Linked DNA regions of Mus musculus: region 2 is linked to region 1. The links are chromatin contacts, called in public ChIA-PET maps. All regions are on one chromosome and are shown on one strand. Each heading gives the region's core, a stretch centred on a gene start, on an enhancer-like site or on the middle of the called end of the contact. The rest is flanking DNA. Distances are from core to core; before and after follow the strand shown.

Region 1 (3,445 bases), core at 339-2,838:
AAATGGAGCATTTGGAATTAAAGCACATCTGTGTGAGGAAGCGGTTGGCGAGCATTCTGCCTAATGATTTTCCTCTTTCTACTTTAGTATTGTATTTATTTTATTTTGTTCATGTTTTTTCTTTCTTTTCAGGGATAGAGAACAAACTCAGGGTACTAAACATTCCTGTTTTTCATCGGGAAGGAAAGACTCTTATCAGAGCCACTCACATGCTATTTTCTGTTAAGACTCTGTGGTCAGCAGAAATTGAAGAATCAACTATGATTAAGAAGAGACCAGAATTTCTAAAGTGAAACCTTTACTTCGCTGGGACAATTGATGCTAGTTTGCTGGAGCTAAGAAATTAGCAGTGTTCTCTTCACTTTCTGTTGTTATGATAAGACATCTGAACAAAAGCAGTTTGGGAAAAGAAAGGGTTTATCTGGTTTACAATTCCAGGTCATAGCTCATCCTGAGAGAAGCTGAGCAGGAACTTGAAGGTGTTGAGTTCAGGGTAGAAGCTGAGAAAACTCACTTCAGAGACAGAAGCTTAAAATGAAGGCTTTATTTTCTGTTGTGCAGAAGGGTGGTCAGTTCCGGATCTGAACCTCAGAGATTGTACAACCTTTTTAAAGGACGGGGAACACAAAGTAAGGGAGAAGGAGGAAGGAGCTGTTGTGTTGACCAATCATATTTTGACAAGAGGTTAAACGAGGAGGTTAACATTGGTGACCTGGTTTCAGGGTCCTTGAGTCAGCTTTTGCAGCCAAGACCCCTCCTGGCTGGACCTGGAATCTAGAGTGATAAAGGAACAACAAGCAGCGTGTAGTCAATGGAACCAAGAGACCCAGAATCCAGAATGATAAAGGAACGAAGGAGTGAGCAAGCTAAACACAGTCAACTAAGTCGAGACAGGCAGCACATTTATAACTTGTGTGCCTTAGTTTAGACAACAGGAAACCAGCATCTTCTCTCTTAACACCCTTTAATGTTTAACAGACAAACATGAAACATCTGAAGAAGTAGGTTCTAAGTTGATTCCAAGGCCTGGGGACATGAACTCAGTCGTTGCTCTAGCAGCAAGGAGGAATTTGTTCCTGAGATGGCTGAACTCAGGCAGCCGTCTCCTGGTAAAGGCGTTTCAGCTTTGTATTCCCCACAGCACTATTTCTGTTCAAGAAGTACCACAGGAACTATGTAGATTACAGCAATGTAGCTTTCTTATACAGCTCAAGACAACCTGTAGCAGGTTCTGCCCAACACACCTATGCCTGGACCCTCCTACATCAAGCAAAATTAAAGCAATTCCCCAAAGACATGCCCATAGGCCAGTGTGATTTAAACAATTGCTCGATTGAGGCTCTAGGCTGTGTCAAATTAACAGTTAAAGCTAACCAGGACAAATGGGCTCAACAGCAAGACAAAGATGACAAAAGAACAAAAACAAAGAAATATAGAAACAACCAATATAACTATCAGAGACAAAAAGGACTTGTGGGGGGAAAAAAAGTCAGGCCTGGTGGCTTACACCTTTGAGGCTGGGGTGGGAAGAAGACCATAATAGTGAATTCCAGAGCAGCCTTGCTGCACAGTGTACCTCAATTGAGAAAATGTTCCACCCTCAGATTTCCTGTAAGCAAGCCTCTGGGGCAGTTTCTTGATAAGTGATTGATGTGGGTGTCTTCGGGTTTTTCTTGCTGCAAACAGACATCATAACAACAACTCTTATAAAAGAAAAGAGTTCATTGGGACTATCTTACAGTTCAGAGGTGTAGTCAGTTATCCTCATGACGGGACAGCACATCAGCAGACATGGTAGTGGAGAAGGAGCTGAGGGTTCTACATCTGGATCAGATGGCAGCAGGAAGAGACATTGCTATGCTGGTCCTGGCTTGAGATGCTGAGACCTCAAAGTCTCTCCCCCCGATGCCCCCCATGACACACTTTCTCCAGCAAAGCTACACCTACTCCAACAAGACCACCTCTCCTAATAGTGCCACTCCCTATGAGCCTGTGAGGGCCATTTTCTTTTAAACCTCTGTAGTGGGAGAGCCTTACAGTTGGATCTCATATCCCAAAGTGTGGTGTCACCCCTGGACAGATGAGAAGACACGCTGGGTAAACCTGGGGGAGGAAGCAAGGAAATGGGATCCCTCCAACATCCCTGCTTCAGTTCCTGCTGCCTGGTTTCTGTCCCAACTTCTCTCCAGGATGGACCATAAATTCTTACACTGAAATAATCTTCTCCTCCGCAAGTCACTCTTGGTCATGGTGTTGTTTTATTGTATGAATAAAAACAAACTAAAAGAGAAATTGGTACCAGGTTCATGGGATATTTCTGTGAAAGACCTGACCATGTTGTTTAGGGAGTATTGGGGAAGGACTTTTTGAAACTTGAGCTAGGAAAGCCATTGAGTGTTCAGATCTTAATGAATGGTTGTGGGTCCTTAGAAGCATTATCTTCTAAGTTCCCACGGACTCTTATCAGGGCCACTCACATGCCAGTTTCTGTTAAGACTCTGTGATTCTGGTCAGCAGATATGAAAGAATCAACTATGATTAAGAAGAGACCAGAATCCATAAAGTGAAACCTTTACTTCGCTGGGACAATTGATGCTGGGTAACTGGAGCTGACAAATTAGCAGAGTTTAAAAAGAGACTAATATCATTGAGGTGAAGCATTCTGAGAGAATTTCCACAGGGTCAGCACATAGAAGCTGTGGTCCAGAGGGAGCAAGGCTGCATCTCATGTGGGCAGCCAAACTAGGTAATTCATATATTCATAAAAGTCAAGGTTCCAGCAATGTACCTGTGCATCACATTGACAAGTAATCAATTGTGTGGCAGAGTTAGAGTCCCTATTTATGTTTTACATTCTGATATTAATATTGTCGTGTCTTTTGGGGAACAAATGAGAAGTGAAAGTTCTAGTTGAATAGTGATATGTCTGTGTGTCATGTGAGCAAGGAGTCCATTGTGATAACTAGATTTGTGTTTTTAGCTCACTGGAAAAATAAATTCTAACTATTCTTAGTTCATCTCTGACCATAAACAAGGCTGAATGTTATTAAAACCAAGAACCTGACTTACCATGTGTACTGGCTAGTTTTGTGTCAACTTGACACAGCTGGAGTTATCACAGAGAAAGGAGCTTCAGTTGAGGAAAGGCCTCCATGAGATCCAACTGTAAGGCATTTTCTCAATTAGTGATCAAGGGGGAAGGGCCCCTTGTGGGTGGGACCATCCCTGGGCTGGTAGCCTTGGGTTCTATAAGAGAGCAGGCTGAGCAAGCCAGGGGAGGCAAGCCAGTAAGGAACATCCCTCCATGGTCTCTGTATCAGCTCCTGCTTCCTGACCTGCTTGAGTTCCAGTCCTGACTTCCTTTGGTGATGAACAGCAGTATGGAAGTGTAAGCCGAATAAACCCTTTCCTCCCCAACTTGCTCCTTGGTCATGATGTTTGTGCA
Region 2 (3,445 bases), core at 421-2,920, 230 kb before region 1:
AGTAAGTAACATCCCTCCATGGCCTCTGTATCAGCTCCTGCTTCCTGACCTGCTTGAGTTCCAGTCCTGGCATCCTTTGGTGATCAACAGCAATGTGAAAAGTGTAAGCTGAATAAACCCTTTCCTCCCCAACTTGCTTCTTGGTCATGATATTTGTGAAGGAATAGAAACCCTGACTAAGATAATTGCTATGTACTTTAAAGCTTGTGTGGATGCCTTGTAACCAAGTCATCATAAATGTTGTTATGTGACCCGGTTCCTGAGGAGACATGAACTACTCACTGCAGATATAGAACCAACAACAAACTAAAGTAACAATCCTACTGAAGGCCAGTTCCAAAGGCCCAGTGAGTTTGCTAGGGGTATTGGCAAGTCCAGCATGGGTGAGAGCTCACAAAAGCTGAAACCCTGGTGCTCACTGTACAATTTACAAGCAGCTCAAATGGTCAAAATGTCTCTTCCTCGTAGCTCAGCTGATTTGAGATTCCTCCAGGCAGTCCCCTGACCTCAGTCCTCTCAGATGTGCTTACTATATCCTTGATAAGGGAGTGGCCTTGTGTATCTGGTCACTTTTAGGGACTTCCTGACACTATTCAGTTGTTTGCTCATTGAGTCTTAGCGAATCTCTTGTAGGCTCATATTTTTCAAAACCTACTTTAATAAGGGTTCCCAAATGCTTTAACCCTCCTTCTAGTTCACCATTCAATGGTAGGGGTGGAAAGATGGTAAATAGGACAGGGGGATGTGGATCTCTTTAGATGTAGTTTTTTGGTGCAAGGTCAATCTCCGTTGTCAGGAACAGTCCAGTTAAAACAGTGTCACCAAACATGAATCAGCAGTGGCAGCACGATCCAGCAGAAATAGCCAGACCTGTGCCAAATTCATATGAATCAGTGGGAGCTAACAGAACCAGTAGGAGTACCAGGAGATGTTCTCTGCCGTGACTCTTTCAACAAAGTGAAGACCAGCAAAGAGGCCAGACTAAAGAAGTGTTGCATGGCTAGCTATGCAAGCACCTGTCACTCGATGTTGAGTCCACTTATACTTTCTCCAAACATCACGGGTCCTCTCCCAGGTGTGCTTCAGTAAAACATCACATGAATCTGGATCATATGACACAGCCAGAAGTGTATTCCACTTCAGCCTTCCTTTAGAATATCCTGCACCTTCCACCTTTGGAGAACTGCTGTACAGGATGCAGCTCTACTTTTTATTAGTAATTCATTACTCTGGTGTGTTTAAATTTTAAGATTTGGAATTTTAAAATGTCTTGTTTCTCATTGCTCTAGGACCATCTAAATAGATTTGAAGTCATCTTTCCCAAGTAGACTCTATTTGTATAAATAGAAATGGTGATTTGCTATTAACTTCCTAAACTCTGATGGGCTTATGCCTCTCCAACAGGAGTTGCAGAATATATTCTCAATGTTATGAAATCCTCCAAACACATGTAACAAAATCAGTCCTGACAAGCTGGAGGCCTGTGATCACAGCAACTAGGAAATAAAGTGAAAGGAGCCTAGTTCAGGGTCTGCCCGAGATACAAATGAGTTCAAGCCCAGCCTGAGAAAATGAGCAAAAGCAGATATCAAGATAAAAAGGAAAGAGAGGGCTGAAGTTGTAGTGACAGAGCACTTAGAAAGTGTGAGACTCTAGACTGAAACCACAATGCCAGCAGAAAGGAAGCAAACAAACTAGGCTTAACTGGTGGTGTTCCTCCAGTAGAGTTCTGGTAGATTAAAGAGAGAAAATTCTGTTTCCTAGAATCAGTTCAAAGAACAAAACAAAACAATAAAAGTTAAGTAAGTGTTCAGCCAGTGTTTTGCTTAGATATTGGTGTGAAACAGTTTATAAGATGAATCTTAAAATAATAATCTTGCAGTGTAAAACGGGGCTTGCTTACATTGTTTGCACACACAGTAGCTTATTTACTTCTTAAAATAATCCTCTTAGTGTGTGGAGGTGTACCATTCTTTAGAAAAAGAAATTGAGCCTGGAGACCCTAAGGATCTTAAGATTATTCAGGAGAAAAAGTTATTGCACCCTCTCCTTCTCCCTCTCCTTGACCCCCACCTTTTCTGACACAGCCCTGGTGACATCTTGGTGAGGCATTGGAGAAGCAGAAAACTACCTCTCTAGTCCCCTCAGTCATACATTTCCTAGAGCCCTGTAGAAGGACTCATGCAACAGAAAGTTTGAGCTCTCTGGCTTGCTAAGAGTTTTCCTAGCACCTTAAACTTTTATGCAATGGTCACACTTGAACATGAGGTTTTGACTCTGTGTCCTATGGTGGGTTTGTTGTTGTTTGGTTTGTTTGTTTGTTTGTTTGTTTGGTCACTTCATCAGGAAGTTTTGTGGAGCCTGAGCTACTCTAGGGGCACAACACTGACTGTCTTAGTTAAGGTTTTACTGCTGTGATCAGACACCATAACCAAGGCAACTCTTAGACAACATTTGATTAAGGCTGGCTTACAGGTTCAGAAGTTCAGTCTGTTATCATCAAGGTGGGAACATGGTGGTGTCCACACAGGCATGGTGCAGGAGATGCTGAGAGTTTAACCTCTTTATCTGAAGGCTGCTAGGAGAAGAACGGCTTGGAGGCAACTAGGATGAGGGTTTTAAAGTCCACACTCACAATGATACACTTCCTCCAAGGCCACACCTTCAAATAGTGCCACTCCCAGGGTTAGGCATACTCAAACTACCACATTCCACTCCATGGTCCCCATAGGTTTGTTCAAACATATGAGTCTATTGGGGGCCATACCTAAACATAACATAATGCAAAATACACTTAATCCAACTTCCAAAGTTCCCATAGCAGTCTCAACAATGTTAAAATTCCAAAGTTCAAAGTTCTCTTTTGAGATTCATCCAATCACTTAACTATAATTCCCAAAGCAAGACAGGAAGCCAGCGGGGCAAACGCCAAACTCTGCATCTCCATGTCTTATGTCAAAGTGGTCTTCAGATTTCTACTCTTTTTTTCATCTTTGTTGATTGCAACAAACTTCTTTCTCTTGGGGTGGTTCCACTCCCTGTTAGCAGCTTTCTTTGGCAGGTAGTCCACATCTCTGGCATCTTTATCATCTTAGGGTCTCCAAGTCAACTTCAACTTCACAACTTCTTGTTCCTCCAAAGAGCTTGGGTCACTTCTCCAGCTCTGCCCTCTATAGAAATCTAGGCTCTGGTTGACTCCACTCCACTACGGCTGCTATTCTTAGTGATCATCCCATGGTACTGGCATCTCCAGTATACTGGGGTCTTCAACTGCATCTAGGCTTTACACATAGCCTCTCATAGGCTCTCTTCATGGTTCCAAGCCTCAACTTCTTTGCATAATCCCTTTAGTCCTCAACTGCAGCTACAACTGAGGCTGTACCTTCACTAATAGCCTTCTGTGGTCTCTCACAGTGCGAAGCCTCAGCTTCTCTTCATGACTCCT

What was found. ChIA-PET counts read pairs in DNA pulled down with a chosen protein or histone mark.
Region 2: an RNA polymerase II ChIA-PET map of memory CD8 T cells shows a contact between it and region 1, with 19 read pairs. The contact joins two enhancer-like sites. A contact is called at or near these places in 2 of 484 Hi-C or Micro-C datasets (liver and nephron progenitors) and 2 of 115 datasets of contacts at active chromatin or transcription factors (CD8 T cells and memory CD8 T cells).

Annotation. Positions count from the first base shown.
Region 1 is chr1:52,373,049-52,376,493 of GRCm38.p6, reverse strand. No RefSeq gene overlaps it. Among named protein-coding and RNA genes, the nearest start is that of Gm31955, 69 kb to the right of the region's middle. Within about 2 kb of position 1,588, at least 21 of the 459 cell types and tissues checked have an H3K27ac peak or open chromatin away from gene starts, as enhancers often do. A contact at or near this core is called in CD8 T cells and memory CD8 T cells, where this site is marked.
Region 2 is chr1:52,606,101-52,609,545 of GRCm38.p6, reverse strand. It overlaps a transcript of Nemp2 not described here. Among named protein-coding and RNA genes, the nearest start is that of Nemp2, 23 kb to the left of the region's middle. Within about 2 kb of position 1,670, at least 14 of the 459 cell types and tissues checked have an H3K27ac peak or open chromatin away from gene starts, as enhancers often do. A contact at or near this core is called in CD8 T cells and memory CD8 T cells, where this site is marked.